Linked DNA regions of Danio rerio: all the other regions are linked to region 1. Evidence: chromatin contacts called from public Hi-C and HiChIP or PLAC-seq data. All regions are on one chromosome and are shown on one strand. Each heading gives the region's core, a stretch centred on a gene start, on an enhancer-like site or on the middle of the called end of the contact. The rest is flanking DNA. Distances are from core to core; before and after follow the strand shown. Region 1 holds the start of cux1a (cut-like homeobox 1a). Region 2 overlaps cux1a (cut-like homeobox 1a). Region 3 overlaps cux1a (cut-like homeobox 1a). Region 4 overlaps cux1a (cut-like homeobox 1a).

The links. Hi-C and Micro-C count contacts between places; a contact is called where the count stands out from the background. HiChIP or PLAC-seq counts read pairs in DNA pulled down with a chosen protein or histone mark.
Region 2: an H3K4me3 HiChIP or PLAC-seq map of embryo shows a contact between it and region 1, with 8 times the contacts expected there. The contact joins the enhancer-like site here to the promoter of cux1a in region 1. A contact is called at or near these places in 6 of 18 Hi-C or Micro-C datasets (caudal fin, embryo, hematopoietic stem cells and 1 more) and 3 of 4 datasets of contacts at active chromatin or transcription factors (caudal fin, embryo and gastrula embryo).
Region 3: a Hi-C map of an unstated tissue shows a contact between it and region 1, with 3 times the contacts expected there. The contact joins the enhancer-like site here to the promoter of cux1a in region 1. A contact is called at or near these places in 2 of 18 Hi-C or Micro-C datasets (hematopoietic stem cells and an unstated tissue) and 2 of 4 datasets of contacts at active chromatin or transcription factors (caudal fin and gastrula embryo).
Region 4: an H3K4me3 HiChIP or PLAC-seq map of embryo shows a contact between it and region 1, with 2.8 times the contacts expected there. The contact joins the enhancer-like site here to the promoter of cux1a in region 1. A contact is called at or near these places in 3 of 18 Hi-C or Micro-C datasets (caudal fin, embryo and an unstated tissue) and 4 of 4 datasets of contacts at active chromatin or transcription factors (caudal fin, embryo, gastrula embryo and 1 more).

The regions. Positions count from the first base shown.
Region 1 is chr10:38,154,712-38,157,666 of GRCz12tu, forward strand. cux1a (cut-like homeobox 1a) reads right to left here and starts at 1,521. Exons shown (of 24, transcript XM_073914978.1): 1 at 1,436-1,521. The coding sequence starts at 1,498.
Region 2 is chr10:37,922,420-37,925,374 of GRCz12tu, forward strand. cux1a (cut-like homeobox 1a) reads right to left here. Exons shown (of 24, transcript XM_073914978.1): 21 at 1,339-1,617. Among named protein-coding and RNA genes, the nearest start is that of dnajc30a, 29 kb to the left of the region's middle. Within about 2 kb of position 1,547, at least 3 of the 62 cell types and tissues checked have an H3K27ac peak or open chromatin away from gene starts, as enhancers often do. A contact at or near this core is called in skeletal muscle, where this site is marked.
Region 3 is chr10:37,956,883-37,959,837 of GRCz12tu, forward strand. All of the region lies in intron 15 of cux1a (cut-like homeobox 1a), which reads right to left. Among named protein-coding and RNA genes, the nearest start is that of dnajc30a, 63 kb to the left of the region's middle. Within about 2 kb of position 1,424, at least 11 of the 62 cell types and tissues checked have an H3K27ac peak or open chromatin away from gene starts, as enhancers often do.
Region 4 is chr10:38,001,320-38,004,274 of GRCz12tu, forward strand. The region is part of intron 8 of cux1a (cut-like homeobox 1a); the gene reads right to left. Among named protein-coding and RNA genes, the nearest start is that of dnajc30a, 110 kb to the left of the region's middle. Within about 2 kb of position 1,447, at least 34 of the 62 cell types and tissues checked have an H3K27ac peak or open chromatin away from gene starts, as enhancers often do.

The sequences.
Region 1 (2,955 bases), core at 271-2,770:
ACACTTGATGTCTAGACCCTAATTGAATAAATGATTTTCCTAGAACACAACATAATCAAACGGCAAAAACATCTGACATGCATGGAGTCCAGTAATGTTTGACTATAACAGATTAATGTTACACAAAACTGAAAAGCATCCCAGAACATATTGCAACACGCACATATGAAGTTATTTCCTTTAGTTTTACAGGCTACTGACAAAAATATGTAAACACAGAAATCATTTGCTATAATTATAACACTGACACATCTAGTTTAGATTTATTTCTTTAAAAAATCGTTGCTACTATCGAGTGATATTGATTTTGAAATAATAGTGTATTGATTTTTAATGACTCCTGATGTTTATGAAGATGTATAAATGGTAATAGGTAATATGAAGTTCGATCAGAAAATAGGACAGCGATTTTTTAAGCTATGCTCTGAGACCTCAGTTCATAAATACATAAACTCTCAATCAATAATTGATACAATCATGAGTCTATTGTTTATGCCTAACCAAACGCGACAAATGCACTTTCATACACCAACAGCACGAACATTACGAACAACGAAAGAAGAGTTCTGACAACTAATCGATTGGAGAAACAACAACAATAAACCAAAACAAACACGGCGAAGCGAATCTTTCCGTTCCCACCTGCATATAAATGCACATTTCTGTTGAAGTTATGGGTAAATAAATAAAAAATACACAGTGAAATTGTGCTTACTCGTTTTAACGAGCTATATATTACACCCCCAGGAACGGAATAATGAAATAACGCTTATAAAACTAAAAAGTTTTACGTCTATGTTTAACACACACACGAAAAAGGTTCGTGTTTGTTTATTGTTTTGTTTAATTGTTCCTGTCTGGCGCAGGTTTTAGCAGCTAATTCCGTCTTGACTTTTAACTGAACTACCGAAGCCGAACTTCTGCGTTTGCTAACTTCATAAACTTCATAAAGTCACATCAAAAAGTGCTAACAGACCAAAAAATCCAAATAAATGAGTGAAATGTAGAAAGGAAGGCACACTAAAAACACCTCTCTCGTTACTAAGCAATAACGTCTCGGTCCAGCACAGCGCCACCCGTGTAGCGCGACACACTTCTAAACACAAAATTATTTCCACAAACATACTATCTAAATCTCTTCGGCACAAACTATTCCCAAAACATCCCGGGGACGGAAAGGAGCGGGAAAGAATAGGGAAACCTTCATGCTCTTGTTGCCAAAGTGGCCGCATCCACCTTGACCGTGATGGTTGATCGATGGGAATTGAACAAAGAGGATCAATTTCCGATCAGCGCGAGAGAGCCGCTTTAATCAATGGGCACCGAACCCGGTGAACGAGCCGACGCGAGAGCGACGCGCCAGCCTCTCCGCGCGACGCTCCCCGGGACCGGCTTACCGGCAAACACAGCGAGTACAAAGCGAAAGGGAGCTGACCTGGAGCTGCTGCAAATCAAAGCGTTTCCAATATTGAAACATCGATCCCGCATTGGCCGCCATCTTGAGACATATTGAGACGGAATGAAAGGCTGATAGAGAGAGCGCGAGAGGGGCTGGAGTTCAGAGAGAGAGAGAGAGCGAGAGAGAGAGAAAGAGAGGCGGGGGAGCGCGCGCAAAACACGGAGCGGAGCAGATCGAACGTCGCGGGCGCGCGCGGAACGGAGTTATCGACCGAACCTGCGATATTGAATAGGGCTACTGAAAACAATTATTGAGAGCGTCCTGAATAAAAGGCAGAAAACGCGGGATGGAGTTCCCGTCTTCAATCGAGCTCCCTGTGGTTCGGGAGGGGGGCGCTGGATACGTTTTCATCCGCTACAAGGAGAGAGTTTATACGGTTATTGATTTTTTATCTCGTGCTAGAGATAGATATTACGAGACGCTGATCAGACGTGACGCGAGGAACGCGGACACAACGCGAGCCCAACGCGCGGCTTATGCTTTTCATGGTCAAACGAACAACCTTCTGGGCCTGTTTGTGTGTGTGAACGAACACCTGATATATTGATTTTTGATTTAGTTTTGATCTTTAATCTTCTTATACTATAAATATACAGGATGTTCTCGCGTCTTGTCTTGTAATATTTTTGCTGGCGTTTAAGTATGTGTGTGTGTATGTGTCCAGTTCCCTCCTGTTTGTACTCTGAAACCAATACATCTATTATATTGATTTTATGGGCATTCTTGCGTGAAGAATGTGGAGACGGTGATCGATAGCCTGAATAAATAGAAACACAGCTTGACTGTTCCCCGTATAAATAGTGCATCAAGCGATGTGCATTTAAAATGGTAATGGACGGGGGTTTAAGATGGAGGCATTAGGTGATTTTAATGTTATAACATAAACCCTTGTCCGGTCGATTCCTGATGAATTGTAAATACTGCTTTTGATCTTGAACTTGGAGAGCAGCGCCCTCTTTTGGATGCACATGGTATCGCCTCTTCAGTCTTCACAATTGTTCACAGTTAATAGTGATGATCCTAAATAATATTGAATTAGTGCTCAATTGATTTAGTGATGATAGACTGTCGAGGATGTAAATTTATTATTATTATTACTATTATTATTATTATATAGAAATAACCAATCGCATTTTAGCTTATAATCTTCCTGGTGATTATGCTGATTACATGAATTCATCATTTATTGAGAGTTATTCAAATTATTAAGTATTAATAACATCTATTGTTATTATGATCACACTTTATTTTAAGGTAAAGTTCTCACTATTGACAAACTTTTAGCTCAATAAACTCCCGATTTGCTGCTTATTAATAGTTATTAAAGTAGTATTGATTACGGATGTAGAATAAGATCATAATTTATAAGTACAAATAAACAGCCAATATCTTAAGCATTAGCAGGTGATAAACCAGTTAATATAGAGAATTGATACTTAAGAGAAGTGTTACCATTATTAACCACACTGAACTGAACTGCAACACTGAAAACTGAA
Region 2 (2,955 bases), core at 297-2,796, 230 kb before region 1:
GTGAGGTGCGCCTTGCGTTTTTGGAACGTACAGTAAATGCGTGTTCAGTGTGATCGGCCTCTTAGACAGCCATGGTGGATTTACCTGGTTTGTTGACAAATAGGTTGCGGATCCATTCCTTGGCAGGTCCTTCACTGGGCCTTTTACCCAACTTTTAGAAACTTTCCAAAGACGTCAGTTTCTTACTCATCTTACAGCTTGTGGGTTAAATTTGGCCGCTCAAGTGACCGAGATGCAACCCAAAGAATTTGGTCATTTTTCATATTAAAAGACTTTTCAAAATAAAAGATCGTTCAGACTAGGATAATAAATTAAATTGCAAATAATTAAAGATTTCTTGTGCGGCCCGGTACCAATTGATCCATGGACCAACTGTATACCGGTCAGCGGCCCGGTGGTTGAGGATCATTGCTGTAACGGACTCCTCACCGGCCTTCCCAAAAAGACAGTCAGACAGTTGCAGCTCATCCAGACTGCTGCTACCAGAAATATGACCAGGACCAGAAAATCAGAGCACATCACCTGTCCTCAGGTCTTTACACTGGCTCCCAGTCACATTCAGAATAGATTTTAAAGTATAATAACTCTTCTATAAATCACTATATGGCCTAGAACAGGGGTGCTCAATCCTGTTCCTGGAGAGCCACCTTCCTGCAGATTTCAGTTGCTACCCATATCAAACACACCTGAACCAATTAATTAGGACCTGAACACCACTTGATAATTACAGGCAGGTGTGTTTGATATGGGTAGCAACTGAAATCTGCAGGACGGTAGATTTCCAGGAACAGGATTGAGCACCCCTGGTCTAGAACCTCAATACATAACAGATATGCTCACTGAATGCAAACCTAACAGATCACTCAGATCTTTAGGATCATATAAACTATATAAACTAGAAAATCCAAGCAGGGTGAATCTGCCATCAGCTACTAACAGCGCCCCCCGCTACTGGAATCAGCTTCCAGAAGTGATCAGATGTGCTCCACCATTAGGCACATTCAAATCAAGACTGAAAACACTGTTTAGCTGTTATTTTACTGAATGAGCACTGTGCGACATCCCACAGATCGCACTATTGGGTCTTTCTTTTCTTTTTCATTGCTCTATAACCTGTTTTAACACATTTTAAATGTTTTTAATACGTTTCAATCCTCTTAATCGTTTTTATTTCCTTGTTTATTTAATTTTTGTTTATGTAAAGCATTTTGAATGACCATTTTGTGTATGAAAAGTGCGTTTGAAACAAACCTGTCTTGCCTTGATGTTGTGAATTATATCTCTTTGCAATAATAAAAACAATACACTGATCATCTTCTGTTTTGCTAACACACTCACCCAGGTTGTTATCAGTGAGGACTTCTTTGACTTTTTTCGTGATGACGTACGTGTCCAGCTCGGCTGACATGGCCACCATCTCCTGAATGCTGAGACCGGCCTGTCCCGGCAGAGGCAGCGGCAGCGGCGTCCCGGGCTGAGACTCGGAGGCTTCGCTGGGCTCCTGGACGGAGGATCGGCACATCTGCTCCTCCTGCTGGCTCTTCACAGACTCCTCAGCCGAGCTCAGGGGGGATTCTGGGGCAGGACTGCAGCTGGCCGAGGTTTTGGGGGTGATTTCTGTGGAAAGGGAGACGTTAAGACGTTGCGCCAGTGAGCCGGGCATTACTTATCGACAGAAGGCCTGAATGAAGATCAGTCTAAATATGGAGAGGGTGAAGCCAATGAAAGCGTAACCCCAAACCGAGGTCTTCCTGCTCAGCAACAGAAAGTGATGGACAGTGACAGATGCATCGTGTCATGCCAAGTCACAGCTTCTGTTCGAGCATAATGAGACAAATAAATTAACGAAGACGGGAGACTCAATGTGGGGCACGCATACAGAGCTTTCTGGGTTTAAAGGGACTGTTTAATCATAAATAAAAATGTATTTATTAGTGATTAACCTCTATTTATTAAATATTTTAATAATAATTTTATCTTTGCAATTGTGCAATTAATATTTTTTATTATTTCATCCTAATTTACTAAATAGCTACATTTAATAATAATATTAATTATAGAATAATTGTGCAATTACATGGGATTGTTTAATCATAAATACAAACTATTTTATCACTAATTCACCACAATTTATTGAATAATTACATTTGATATTTTTAATTTTAAATTCCATCAGTTTTTGGTCATTAATATTTTATTTTTACTGTAATTGTGCAACTACAAGAGATTCTTTTAATTAAAAATAAAATAATTTTATCACTAATTGATGCAGTGGATGGCACAATTGCCTGACAACAAGAAGGTCACTAGTTCGAGCCTCGGTTGGGACAGTTGGAATTTCTGTGTGGAGTTTGCATGTTCTTGCCATGTTGGCATGGGTTTCCTCCGGGTGCTCTGGTTTCCCCTACAGTCCAAACACATTTTATTAAATAATTACATTAATTACAATTATTTTATTAATAAATTACATATATTTTGTCATTGATAATTGTATTTTTTACTCTAATTGTGCAATTTAAGGGATTGTTTAACCTTGAATACATTTTTATTAACAATTAACCACAATTTACTATAGATCATTTTATTATTAAATTACAGAATTTTTGTCATTAATAATTTTATTTTTATTCTAATTGTGCAATTGCAAAAAATAGTTTTAACAAATAAAGATTATTTTATTACTAATTAACCACAATTTATTAAATGATTACATTTATTAATAATAATAATAATAATTTTGTCATCTTTTTTGATGGATCATAATTGTATTTTTTATAAGTACAATCATAAAAAGTATTTTAGAGTGTGCAAAACGTTTTTTTAAATTCTTATTAATACCTTTAAATATGCATTTATTAGAGAAAAGGTGTACTTTTTTTAATAAATAAAAACTATATGCATTTTATTTAATAAATAAAAACTAAATAAATAAAATAATACAAATAAATTGCAGCC
Region 3 (2,955 bases), core at 174-2,673, 200 kb before region 1:
AACCACCAGGAGCCGCCCCTTGCTCTTAAATGTGAGTCTGTTCTGTGCTTTCGCTTTAATTAGGCACGTAAACACTTAAAATAAATAAACATAAAAATGGCGCAATTCCCTTCTTTTTCATTACAGGTGCCATCACCCCTCTTATGCAATCCTCAAAACAGTCATATAATGGTGCATGACAATCAGCTAACGCGCTTCATAGTGATAAACAGACGCTGTTTCCCAAACGGATTTTGTACACGCAATTTAAAGCGGAGCGAAACTCTGTAACATACACACATAATAAATAATAATAATATCTAAAGATGTCGATCTTGGTGTTTTTTTTTTTTCAAACACAATTAATTCCGTCTTAAATGAGCATAAAAATGAGGAAAGCAGTCGAATGCCTTCATTATATTGTTAGATATGTGCATGTTTAAAGTGACGCCTGTTATTTAATGTGATCAAACGAAAAAATCTAAATAAATAAGAGATTCATCGGTTGCTCTTTAATCAGAATGAGTTATATATACACTGTATATATAGTTATACAGTGAAAAAACGGCTATTGAGATTTGATGGCTTGATTTTATTTCATTATAACAGCTATTAATTTTAATAAGCTGAACTGTTTGCTAATGTATTTGCTGCTAATGTATAAATGTATTTTTTCTTTTGTAAATAATAACAATAAAACATATTACTGACCATTCAACTGTTTATTTACAATGGAACCGCTTCAAATGAACATATTTAGTAATTTGGGGATTTTTTTAAAGGAGGAGGGGGGCAAATTCCCTATTTTCACATCCCAATGTTGACAGGTATGTTATTAATGCATTAGTAAGTGTTGATGTTGAAGTATGAATAATAAATGCTCTACAAGTATTGTTCATACTTAGTTCATGTTAGTAAATACAACAACTAATGAAACCTTATTGTAAAGTGTGACTTTTTATCATTACTATTTCAGAAAGACAAAGCAAGCAGTGAAACACAAACGCAGGCTTATACTGCTCTCAAAAATAGGCACCTTTTCATTTTATGCAACCAAACTCAAGATCCAAAAACCCATTCGCAATCATTGACTTGTCTATAATAATAATAAGACTGTGTGTATCAGCACCTGCACTGCCGGCGGCTACAGCAGCACTTCCTGCGCAATGACTCAAACAGTTTCCTGTCCTCCACCAGTCCACACAACAAAGAGCCGGCGCGAATTTGGCCAAAGTCCATGAGAAACAACAGAGCTCAGTGTGGAAGTATCATCAGACGGGTCGGCGCAATAATAATAAATATGCAGAGAAAAGGGAAAAAGTGGCAGAGGAGAAAGCGCCCGATGAGCAGTGGGCAGCAGGGCAAGGTCAGAATCACTGGTGTGTGAGGAGAGCAGCTGGACGTGTGTGTGTGAGGTGGAAGTAATGCTCTCTCGCCCTCTCTCTCTCTCTCTCACACACACACACACATACATACACACAGCCACCCACAGCGCCGCCCTGGGGGAGACTCAACCACCAGTTGTAATGTGGTGGCACTGTGGATCTGCCTGAAGAATTCTGCCACACACACACACATGCACATTTATACACACAAGCTGACCACCAAATAACAGGACAGGCTTCTCGAAAGACCTCCGTGATTGAGTAGTTAAGAGTTTGAGACTAATCTGTAAAGTCAAAGGTGTAGCATTTATTGTAAAAAGCCGCCTCCTGATTGGATTGCAGCTTATTTTTTTAAAGTCCTGTCTGTCTGTCGGTCTCGCTCACTTGTTTTGCAACAGATTCCAGGCCAGAGAATTGAGAAGAAACAGACCAGCACAACAAAAACACACAGACACAGCGGATCTGACACTCCAGAAAGCCATAACACGAGATGGGGAAGGCGTGAGAGACAGACCTGGCCGCGTGGAGCCTTCAGAGCCGCCTCTTCGCTTCGGAACATCCTGAAACACTCTGTTCAGGTTCTGGCCTGGGTTCTCTGTTGGAAAACAAGTGGCGGAAGATAGAAATAAAAAGTAAGACCAAGCCCTAAACGGCAATGCTGGCAATTTGTCCAATCAACTTCCAGGGCTCAACAGTAAGAATGAGAGATTTGGTTTTTTTAAGGCCTGTGTTCGATCAGCATCACTGCATCTTACATTTGCTGACGTGGAATTGCTTGATATTTTGTGCTGATTTATATGCGTCACTATGAAAACAGTAATTAGCTAATTTAGCTAATTAAGCATATTTGTCTACATCAGTAAAGTGTCAGTATCATCGGAAAGCTTTTGCAGCTTATGCAGTCTTAAACAAACCTTTATATATAAATATACTTCATATAAATATATGCATGCACTTGTGTATTTATATATGAATAATAAATATACAAAGTACACCACACACATATATTGTCAAAAACGTTCATTTTGAATTCGTGATTATACTGTAGCACTAATTAGTAAACGTTATAGTTGTTATTTATTGCTCATTTCTAATAACTAATTTACTAATTTTCTTTGCCATGAAGACTTAATTTTTCTACTAGTTATTATACAAAATATTCAGTTTAAAGTGCAATTCAAAGGCTTAAATAATTTAATTATGTTAATTAGAAAACTTTTGCAGCTTATGCAGTCAACAAAATTGTGCATGAATTCATAACTTTCACAGTTGCATTGTAGTTTGATGATTTAAATTAAAAATCTAATATAATTTTCTCTTTTTTCCTATAATACTTCAGAAACATTTAGCTAAATATATTTTCATATTATATATACATTTGTTTCTGCTTTAAAAAGCTTTAAATCAAATTAAAAAATAAAAAGTATGAGACAACTTCATAAAAATTTACCTTGAGCCAAACTCACTTGCATTCAGTAATAATCAACAAACAACTACAATATATATATACATAAAATCTAAATTATACTTCTATTATAATCACAAAAAATATATAAATTTGACAAAATTATTTAAATTTACCACTTAAAAA
Region 4 (2,955 bases), core at 197-2,696, 150 kb before region 1:
AAACTTTAAAGTAAAATTTTGATAAAAATATTTCTAAACTGTTAAATTATATAAGAAATAAATGTTAAATATGTTTTAAATAATTAAAGAGGGATTAAATACAAAAAGCTAGCTTTTTAAACAAAACTATTTAGATATATTCAAAATATAAAAACATTTCTAAATTGTTAAATTATATATTAAAGTGATAAATATGTAAAAAAACAGTAAAGAGGGATTAAATACAGAAATATTATTTTGATATGATGTTAAATTACTATCGTTGAGATAACTTTAAACATAACAGATCAAATATGAACATTAAATACTACTATGCTGAGCTAAACATGAATCTGTTTAAAGATGCAATGAATTGAGGTAAAAAAGCCACATTAAATCCTAAAATAGTTGCTGCATTAAACTAAAGAGCTAAATTAATTTTGAAGTCACTCTTTAATATGTTGATAATCAAATATGAATATTTATAACATTGAGTTAAATAAATAATAATAATTAAAAGCAATTAAATAAAAATATTAAATAAATGTAAAAATGGGCGAGGCAGTGGCGCAGTAGGTAGTGCTGTCGCCTCACAGCAAGAAGGTCACTGGTTCGAACCTCGGCTCAGTTGGCGTTTCTGTGTGGAGTTTGCATTTTCTATCTGCGTTCGCGTGGGTTTCCTCTGGGTGCTCCGGTTTCCCCCACAGTCCAAACACATGCGCTACAGGTGAATTGGGTAGGCTAAATTGTCCGTAGTGTATGAGTGTGTGTGTGGATGTTTCCTAGAGATGGGTTGCAGCTGGAAGGGCATCTGCTGCGTAAAAAACTTGCTGGATAAGTTGGCGGTTCATTCCGCTGTGGCGACCCCGGATTAATAAAGGGACTAAGCCGACAAGAAAATGAATGAATGAATGTAAAAACGAAATTAGTAAATTATGAGTGTATAAAAAAACAAGTTGAGACACACAAATGAAAATGTATCTACAAAAACAGAATAAATAAAGTTTAAAAAAAAGTTAAAATGCATGTTAATGTTTAGCTACATCCAAAGTATTTGACTTCAAATCGAAAAACAAACTCAAAAACAAAAAATTGAAACATGTAGGAAAATGCAAACATTGACTGATATGTGGACTCTAAGAATGCTGCTTATCATTTTTAGACTTCACCTCAGCATTTAAAAAACATACTGAAGTATCAGCACTGGCGTGTGTTTGTGTGGGCATGCATGGGCCGGTGCCCACGTCTGTGCCAGCTGTAGTTACTGTAGCTGGCACTACGTTAATGAGGAGGTCCTGTGGAGGGATGAGAGTGGAGTCTGGGCTGGAAAAGAGAAAGAACCAGATTAAAATTTCAGCACAACACAAAGCCCTAAGAGAGAGAGAACAAGATAGATGGCTGGGACGACAGACACCTCGCGGGCCTGTAAGAAAGGCGGACATTCCACCGCCAACACGTCTGAGAGTGGGGGAGGATCATGGGGGAGGGGGAAAAGAGAGAGAGAGAGAGAGAGAGAGAGAGGTCGCATACAAACAGCGGAGCGAATTGAAGCATTCCATTATTACGCTCGACTGAACCCTGCTCCTCTTTTCACCCTGAACCCAAGAAACACACACACACACACACAAACAGACCAAATACACACTCGCACACACCAAATACACACTCTTTGCAGCTGATACCATCCTTCCTTCAGACTGAACTCGGAAAGAAAGAAAAAAAAGAAAGAGGAAAGGGAGGGTGAAACGACAGGATGGGATATGAGAGACAAAAATAGGAGTGATGTTTTCTGGACGGATGATTCAAAGACAAAATTGAATTTTAAAAGATGATAACTTCCAAAACCTAGCGGTAACTCTTAAATCGGTTGAGTTTATGCTGTACTTTACACATCAGGTGGATAAATGAATGAATTAGCCGACAGCTAGCTCATTGTAACTCTCCTGTGGTCGCCATCTGAAGCTAAGCAAGGCTGTGCATGGTCAGTACCTGAATAGGAGACTACATGGGAAAGCTTGGTTGTTGCCGGAAGTGGTGTTAGTGAGGCCAGCAGGGGTGCTCAACCTGTGGTTTGTGTGAGTCCTAATGCCCCAGTATAGTGAAAGGGACTCTATACTGCTCAATGAGCGACGTCTTTCGGATTAGGCGTTAAACTGAGGTCTCGACTCTCTGTGTTCATTAAAAATCTGAGGATGTCCTTCAAAAAAAGTGTAGGGGTTTAACCCCGGCATACTGGCCAAATTTTTCCACTGACCTCTGTCTATCATGGCCTAATAACCATCCTTATATCATAATTGATTTCATCACTCTGTCTCCTCTTCATCAATCAGCTGGTATGTGGTGTGCGGTCTGGCCGATATGGCTGCCGTTGCATCATCCAAAACACTGGGTATTTAAGTGTAAATAACTTTTGTACAGTAGAATAAAAACCAAAGTGATGCATATGTGCATAAAATATAGCTTCTACACTTTCAAACGAAACCACTTAAAGGGTTCTGGTGCAATGCTAGTCCTTTAAATCTTAAAGAGAAAGTCGATGATGTTGGGAGTTTGAGATGTTAACATTAGTTTTTTCCCACCCACATAGTCTAGATGGCATTATTATCTAAAAAAAAAAATAACTTTAAAGGTTGATAAAGTTCTTACTTCTAGATGAAATATGACTTCATTTTAACAATATTGTACCCTTCATCGTTATTCTACTCTATTTGACTCAACATTGAGCATTCTTTCAATAAGCATGACCACAAACATCTCCACGGTTCACACAGGCGACGATTGATCATGTTATGGATTATGTGTCCATACCTACTGAACGCTCAGAGCAAACCGGCCGTATCAAAGAGGCAGAACAACTGCTCACCGAGGGGCTTCCTTTCTCATTGGCTTATTACTGGAGCACTGCAGAGCATGACACGTTCTTATGTTTATTTAACTACGATACTCGCTCACGAACGTCTCAGCACCCTTCCCTTT